2 separate regions of the Gossypium hirsutum genome follow, and region 1 is linked to region 2. Evidence: chromatin contacts called from public Hi-C data. All regions are on one chromosome and are shown on one strand. The core of a region is the stretch at or near the end of the contact, and the rest is flanking DNA. Distances in the headings are between cores, read along the strand shown. Region 1 holds the start of LOC107899675 (interactor of constitutive active ROPs 2, chloroplastic). Region 2 holds the start of LOC107899665 (DNA-binding protein S1FA).

Region 1 (4,255 bases), core at 1,084-3,583, 180 kb before region 2:
TTCTTGTGAGATCTTACGGAGTTCTTGAACCCGACCATCCTCAGAGACAGAAATTTCCAGCAACTGCTGTTCGGATTCTTCAAGCTTGGCTGACATTTCTGATAGCTGCTTTTTAGCCTCCTCAGCATCTTGCATGGCTTGCCTCTTCCATGACTCGGAAGCAGTCAGTTGATCCTTGGTCTTTCTTAGATCATCCTGAAGTTGAGTGAGTTGCGCTTCCAGTTCGGTCACTCGGCTTGCACGCTTTTTCTAGAGCTCACACCAAACATTTGGACATTTTGTCAGTGCGAGTAATCAAGTGGAGAAGTAAAAACAGACAACTATCCGGTAATAACGGAAAACAATTTGCAGATTTCATTACGGTAAGCATCATCCTATTCTTAACCATTCATAAGTGACCAAAGAATACCTCAGATACCGGGCTTCTCAATGCTTTACGCTCAGTAACCTTCGGACTTCTATCTTTGGGTGTCTTACTTGCAGGATTTGGGGATGAAACCGTGCCAGCATCAGATCCTGATATCTTCATTTGATGAGAAGTTCGAGGTGTAGCAGAAGAGTTTCTCTGAGGCACTTCTAGGGGGCTTGTTTTACTGCCAAAAACAATGAAACTCGATACAAGTAAAAAAACATCAATGAAGCTTCTAGTCGATGACTACTATTACATCATACAAGAGCTTCTTTCAGGAGGTTGTAACTACTTCTACAACTTTCTATATAACCAATCATAATGCAGGGCGGATCGATAGCTTACTAACAACTTCATAGCTAAGCAGTCACCCACCTTAAAGAAGTTAATGTTGCAACCATTTTTTCAAGCACAAGCTAAACAACTACAAACTGCCCTACTTCAAAGGGGGTGAAAAAAGGGTTTAACAATATACCGTGCAACTAATGAGGATCTTACCTTGCTTTTGGGGTCTGCATGATTTATATATCCCCTTGAACTGGTAAAAGGGCTCTGCTTCAAACCCGACTTGGCCCACACAAGCTGCAAAAAAATCATGGATTGAGAAGTTACATTGGGTAGATTCTGATATTATAGATGTAGAGGTTGTGCAAGCTGGAATGTATATCAAGCCTTAACCAACAAACAATCAAATACAATTCCTTCGAAGAAACTCCACAGAAACTAATTCCACTACTACCAACCAGAACCAAAATGACCTAATTTAAAATGAAAGGAAAAATAAAGTTGCCATACATGTGTTCGAGTACGCTGAAGTGGATTATTCTCCAATTTATGAGTTGGGAGGAGCTATGAGTAGTTCTAGGCATTATCTAAAAAAGAGCAAATATGATGATATTATTAAAAAAAAACCATCTTTCCACTCTCTCTGTCTCTAGTGAAAGATTTGCTACACAACACATTATTGAAACCAACGATCAAAAAAGGAGATCCCACATTATTGAAACCACGAAGGACCAGCTAGAAATGAACGAAGTAAATTAATAATCCATGAGGGACTGCTCGTACTCAGTTTGGAATTAAAATTTGTTTATTTACATTACTTTTGGACCAAAAAACTGAAACATTATGTTCTTAATGAAAAAATGTGGCAGTGGGGTGTACCCAACCAATCCAATAAAACTACTTTTTCCTATATTTCCATTTTCTCCTGCAAATTTAAGACCAAAAAGCTCTATAACTCCATGAAAAATCTCGTTTATCTTCCCCAAATTTTGCTTGATAACTTTGAAAGTAAAACATGGAAGAAAGAATTAAATGAACAATGCAAAATGGAGTAGATGAACTTGAAGAAGACATAGTTTCAAGGATATATAAAAAAAGGCAAGCAGGAAAAAAGGGTATGAAGAACGAGAGAGACAGATATAATTGTTAACATAAAGCAAAACCTACTCACTCTTAAACACATTTAGAAACAATCTTTTCTGATGAAGGAACTAAAGGAACATGAACACCACTAGAAATTTACATTGCTGAAAAATGAAATATAACCTGAAACATACATGTTTAACAGAAAGGATAAGGAGAAAACAGAGCTGGGTTTTTAGTTTTTACCTGAAGGATGGATGGTAGTCCTTGAGATAGCTAGCTTCAGTTAATATTTTCAGGAAAAAGAACAAATGTAAAAGGCTTGGAAATAATGAACCCTGGAAAACCCAAAACCAAACAGGGTTGGTTAAGTTAAAGCTTCTCTTGGAGCTGAGGTTCTTTTCCTGCTCTATCAATGCTCACTGCTCAGGTTCCCTAAGGCCAAGTCTCTCTTTCTTATATTTTCTTCTTTTTTTGAGAAGCTCGCTTTCTTTTATATATTTTCTTACTTTTGTTTGTTTTACTGTTTTTGTTGAATGTCAGTGAAGGGAAAGAGGAAGCAAAAGCTATTGGCTTATAGGGACGTTTACCTATACAGGAGATTGTGATTGATTAAAGCACCACGCTCCTTTTTCACGCGCTGTTTGACGCTCCTCTCCTTACTCAACTGCTGCTACGTTATGATTGGTGCTGTTGAGGCTCCCAAGTCCCAACCCAAGGTTAAAACTAGCTGCATACTCAGTTTCTTTCTTTTTTGTTTTAATTAGGATTTGGATCGGTGAAGAAATTTTCAGTTAAATTAGATAAAATTAAATTCAAACCCAGATCACATGAGGTGATAAATAACTTTGATTATCAAGTTATCATATGGGTTAACAAATAAATTTAAAATTATATATATTTAAAAAAAATTCAAAATAAAATAATAAAAATTAAGATACTTGAGTATGATAAATTTGAATCATTAATTAATTCAAAATTATTATTTTAAATTTTTTAAAAAATTTTAACTTTTTTATATACTTTTTAGTATTTTTTTTAAAAAAATTTAAGTACAAGTTTTGATTTTTTTATAAATATTTTAGATTTAAAAATTATTTTGAATTTTTTGAAAATTATTTTGATTTTTTTTTGTAATTCTGTTGAGATAGAAACTAATTTACTTATTCTTAAAGTTGACAATGACTAAAAGGATATTTATACCAATTTGTTATTCAAATTATTCGAGTTATTTGAATTGTGAAATTCAACTCGAATAATTCAAATAACTCGAAATATGAAAATTTTTTTCGATTTTTTCAATTAACTCGATTCGATTTACTCATTTCTCACCGTCCGAATATGCATACTCGGTTTCTCCTTCTTCTTTTTTTTAACTCTAGAATTAATCAATTGATGTCAAAGCATATAAAAACAGAGTTGATTCATCCATAAGAAACTGGCATGTATCCTTCTCCTAAAATACAAACAAACCACAATAATCAAATATAATTAAGTAGTAATTTTTAGCTATGACTTTACTTCAATCTTCATTTAATTTAAAAACAAAAAGTCATTCAAGGAAGTGAATTATTCAATTCAAAGGGTGCAGCTAAACAACAACATTGGAATTTACATTCTTTTTGTTTTAGGTCAATTTTGATATTTTCATCTCAACTAAAGTATCCTTCCATTCATGATTGTAAGTGTTAGAATATGGATCATATCTATTTGATTGTATTCATAAATTCATAGGAGTCTTTTTGAAATGTAGAATATATATCGGTGTACTAACTGTAATAGTCATAAATCACACATGCAACCAATTGTCAAATAAAAGAGGTTAGTTTAGAAATTTGATTCTCAAGAGATTTTTTTTTTTTTATTTCATTCGCTCTACTTGGAAACTCCTATTTGAATTCGAAATATTGTGAATATGCAATCATGATCAAATGTTAAGGATAATGAAAAGAAATAAAGTTATTAATACCAGTCCTAGGAACAGGCAAAATTTGTAGGATTGTTAAGACCGTCAAAAATCAATTTCTATTCAAAAATAAACTTGTAGAAAATAATAGTAAATAAAGTCGAATATATAAAGACCAATGATAATTTTATTTCCTAAATAAAAATAAACAAAATAAAGATGATAGGGAATTTTTAAAAAAATAGAAAATAGAAAAACTCAATTTAAACTTAACAAAGAAAGCAATAATTAAAAGTTGTGAGAAAATCAATAAGATGAAACTCTAGTCAAAGATAAAGTTTTCGTTTGATTCATGAGTTTGATCGTCAATGCATAGATGATTTTCAAAGTTCTTTAATAAACTAATTATAGTTGTCAATGCATAGATGACACAAGTCCGTTGAGAGTGAAAGGAAAGGCAAGAGCTGACGACAAGTAACTCGAGTCTTCAGTTTGTATTTCTATGATTTGAATCATTATAATTGTTACATATTTACATTGTTTTGCATAATATGATACTGAGGTGAGTTGAA
Region 2 (4,244 bases), core at 465-2,964:
GTATAGGTATAAGAACACACAAGTAGACATTGTTTGGGGTGATTTGTTCCTACGAATAGTTCATATGGAAAATGAAAAGGAAATAAAGAGTAGAGGGCAATAGATATGAGACAGATAAACTGCAATTAATGAAACAGAAAATCAGTATTTTACCTCCTAGTCTACCAAATATGAGATTAAGATGTTTGCTCAACCAAGACAACTCTCTGGAAACTAAACAGGAAGAAAATTGTTATTCTCCTGGTGCAGAAACTCCTTGCTTCAGCCTCTCTTTCTTCATCTTCTTCTTTGATGTTGGCTTCTTTTTTCTAGGTGGAAGAGTCTTCTGTGCATACGAGTAAAGTACATAGTTCCCAACAAGGAATGTTAGCAGTAGCCCCCCAACAACCAGCAGCACTATCAAGCCAGGATTGAATCCTTTGGCCTCAGTTTGATAAATAATCTTGTTTCCCTATTGCATTAGCAGAAACTAAAGTCATCACGCATGTAATTTTGCACATAAAGACAACTAGCTGCTCAATACTTGTCTTCAGCCTGTTAATCTTTTCAAAATACCATAGAGAGCAAACAGGAAAACTTAGCCCTACTACAAAAGATCCTTGCTACATGAAAGATTCTATGAAGTATACGTGCATACAAACATTTCTGCAAAACATATACATCTATCATCAAGATTTTAAGAGATCACACTTACATTGAGACCCCAGAAATTTATCCATGGATACTGATAATTCAAATACCTATGTCTGTGTTTTAAGTAGATTGTTGACGAAATTATCGGATGTATCGCAAACTGAATGAAGAATTTTCAGGCAGTCAACTAAAGCTTTCATCTTTCACTGTTCTTTTATGTTTTTTCAGTCAGAATTGTGGAGAGGTATGGATGAACAAAAAGAACCCAACCCAAATTGACTGATCAAATCCCACATAAAGATAGTGTTAATAGTTTCCACGATGTTGCAGCTTTATTTCAATCAAAATATCGAGAAGAAGAAGAAAAAAAAACAGGATAGTTTGATAAGTTTGCATGCAAAAATAAACAAGTAACAATATCTTAATTAAGCATGAGAAAGAGCAAGAAAAAGTCTAAAAAAATGGGAATTAATTTGAAAAAGCACCACTGCACTAGATCGGAACTGTAACAAGTAATAAGCAAAGGAAACAAAACCAGATCTCTAAATTTGAACTGATTTAGCACGGATCTCATCTCAGTGAAAAGCCATTGAAATTAAGGGGAGCAAAACCAAGCGATCAAAGGAGGGAGGGACCTTATCGGCGAACTCGAACTCGTCTGACATGACTGCCAAGTCCAAGTGTCACGGACTTGGAGTTTTCCCACACATCCGTGCGGCCTTAGGCAGTTTTTTGGCTTAAAAACGCCTAAGTCAGCCTAACTTCCACCGATAAAGGATTCAACCGTAAAAACGCCTAAGTCAGCTCAACTCGCAACAATAAAGGATTCAACAGAATTCCCTTAAAGTTTCCACGAAGAACAGTGGAAGAACGAATTAAGAACGATCTTTGAAAGATGAACAAAAGCAAGAACGCTTGAGAGAAAAGTTTGAGTAAAATTCAGGAGTTAGTACAAATGAGGGGAGGCTCTCTATTTATAGTTGAGCTCCCCCAAAATCGATGGCTACAATTAAAAGCTGTATTCAATTAGGACTCTAAGTTTACAGAATTAGAAGCTGTGTACAATTAGAACTTCCAAGACTACATAGTCCTATCTTCATTATCGGGCCCATCAGGCTTCAATGTGACAGGCCTGTCCAACAGCTCTTTGAATCGGGCCAGTTCTCGTAGGCCAAATGATCCCCATCTGAGCAACAGACCTCCATTGGATGCATTTGGTGCGCTGGTCACGGGCTTTGAACTGCGGCCCGTGACACAAGTGCGAACTCAAGGTTGGAGCTCCTCACTAACACAAGTTGGGAACCAAAATAACAAAAACAAAAACCGGTTTCTGGTAATCAAACGAATTCGGATATCCATTTGGCAGTTGAATGGATCCAACTGATAATTGGACTTTGAACCCAGATAGTAACACGGCCCAGTGGATTGGGTAAAATCCAGTGAGTTTTATGGGACTTGGAGGGTTACTTTTACTTTTATTGTTTTTAGGTTATAGTAGAACCTATGTATCATGGCAGAGTACCCGTTACAAATAAAAAGATGTTTACAATATTATATTATAATTATAATTATTATTATTTAATTAAGTTCATCATACTGTTTCAATTATTCTAGTCATTTATAAATTATTACTTTTACATCAAAATATCTCATCATTATTTTAGTTTTCAATTTTTTCCATCTTTTTTTTAACTCTCATAGCTTGTATTTTTTTGCCAAAGCAACCCAAAAATTATGGAAAAGTTGATGTTTGTGCATTATGCTAATGTGGCATATGCCATTGATTTTTTTTAAAAAAATTTAGAAAAATTATATTTTTTTAAATAAATTTTTTAAATTTTAAAAAATTAATTAAATGCTGATGTGTCATCCACATAATAATCTATGTGTATGTCACGTCAGCAAAATAGAAAACGTTTAATTTCTTTTATCCATTTTAGGGTGATTTCAAAAAAAAAACATAAGTTTAAGAGTTAAAAAAATAAAATAAATGTAGGGTAAAAATGATTTTTTTTTTTGTAAAATTGAGGTAAAGTTGCCTCTAAAAACTGAGTTTTGAGCACCAGAATTGGGGGGGGGGGTCAGAGAGGGACTTGAACCAAGACAATAGTAGTAGTTAGTATTAAGAAATGCTTAATCCAGCAACTGGTTGTGGGCACCTTTGACTTTTTCCTCCTTTTAAAAGAGATACAAAAAGAGACGTGCTTCTGAATAAAAGTGTTTAAAAAGGAAGTAATCAGAAATAAGTTTAGAATCAAGTTTAGTACATACTTTTCTCCCAAACAACCCACTCCATGTAATTGCTTTCTCATTTTCCTTATTACCCAATTAAACAATTTTATAAAAAATGATGATTCTTTCCTTCATTGCTTTGATCCATGACCAACCGCCACTCAATAAAGTTTCTTAATTAAAAATAAAATAAAATAATAAATATGAAACATTTTTCACTGTACTTTACCAAGTGTCTACTCAAACCCCCATGTCTGCCCTTTGACAATGGGGATTGCTTGTGGAATCAACTAGGCAACCTTCAATCACTCCCCCCACCATTTTTCTTTGTCCCCAATTCCCTAAAACTTGTGCTTTTACATGTTATTGGGGAACTCAGCCCTTTTATTATTTATTAGACAAGGTCCGGACCAATGTGGCTATTTTCTGACGAGGAACTGAAGAAGTTTATCATATCGTTGCAGTCAGATACAGTGTCCTGCAAGCTCAACAATAGATGAGAAGTGCTGAAACTCATTGAGGGTTTAGCTTTTGGAACAATTGGGACCTGGGCTTCCCCCACCAGCATTTGGACCACGCCTCTCATTGTGGGTCTAGCCAGTGGGTCAGGGTGTGAACATGCTAACCCCACCAGGAGGACCCTCCTCATCTCACCCTCATTGAAATTACCTTCCAGCCTGGCATCAGCTGCAGCTAACAATCTCCCTTCTCTACGCAAACTCCAAACCCATTCCACCAAATTCCCATTCGCTCCAACTTTTGCCGCTGCATTGGCATTTCTCTCGATTGGTCTTCTTCCACTAGCCACCTCTAGAACCACAGCTCCAAAGCTAAACACATCCGTTTTCTCGGTTGCTCTCCCAGTTTGAAGATATTCGGGAGCCAAATATCCCATTGTGCCGGCAGCTACCGTGGCATCAGGCGATTTATCATGCTCAATTTGCCTTGCTAAACCAAAATCGCCTAGCTTTGCGTTGAACCCTTCATCCAGCATTATGTTGCTGGTCTTAACGTCTCTATGAATAACCTGGTGATCACACTCTTGATGCAAATAGGCCAAAGCAGAGGCAACTCCTAACAAAATTTTCTGCCTATGAGCCCATGGTAATGGCGTTCTGGCTTCAAATAATGCTTTATCCAGACTCCCATTAGGCATTAAATCATAAACTAATAAAATTTCACCTTTCTCATGGCACCATCCTTGCAATCTTACAAGATTGCGATGCCTAAGGGTCCCAATTATTGACAATTCAGATAAAAACTCATTCTTGCCTTGACTAGTATGACTACATCTCTTGACAGCCACAATGTTGCCATTATCCGGTAAAATGCCTTTATAGACAGTCCCAAACGCACCGTGACCGATAATTCTATTAGCA

What was found. A called contact is a pair of places that touch in the nucleus more often than the background predicts.
Region 1: a Hi-C map of leaf shows a contact between it and region 2, with 1.9 times the contacts expected there. The contact joins the promoter of LOC107899675 here to the promoter of LOC107899665 in region 2. A contact is called at or near these places in 2 of 34 Hi-C or Micro-C datasets (both in leaf).

What each region holds. Positions count from the first base shown.
Region 1 is chrD04:43,114,560-43,118,814 of Gossypium_hirsutum_v2.1, reverse strand. It overlaps LOC107899675 (interactor of constitutive active ROPs 2, chloroplastic), which reads right to left and starts at 2,333. Exons shown (of 4, transcript XM_016825444.2): 1 at 2,024-2,333; 2 at 908-991; 3 at 410-593; 4 at 1-249. The coding sequence starts at 927.
Region 2 is chrD04:42,931,875-42,936,118 of Gossypium_hirsutum_v2.1, reverse strand. LOC107899665 (DNA-binding protein S1FA) reads right to left here and starts at 1,714. Exons shown (of 2, transcript XM_016825433.2): 1 at 1,269-1,714; 2 at 103-451. The coding sequence starts at 1,298. The coding sequence ends at 233. LOC107899663 (L-type lectin-domain containing receptor kinase VIII.1) reads right to left here. Exons shown (of 1, transcript XM_016825431.2): 1 at 2,970-4,244. The coding sequence ends at 3,260.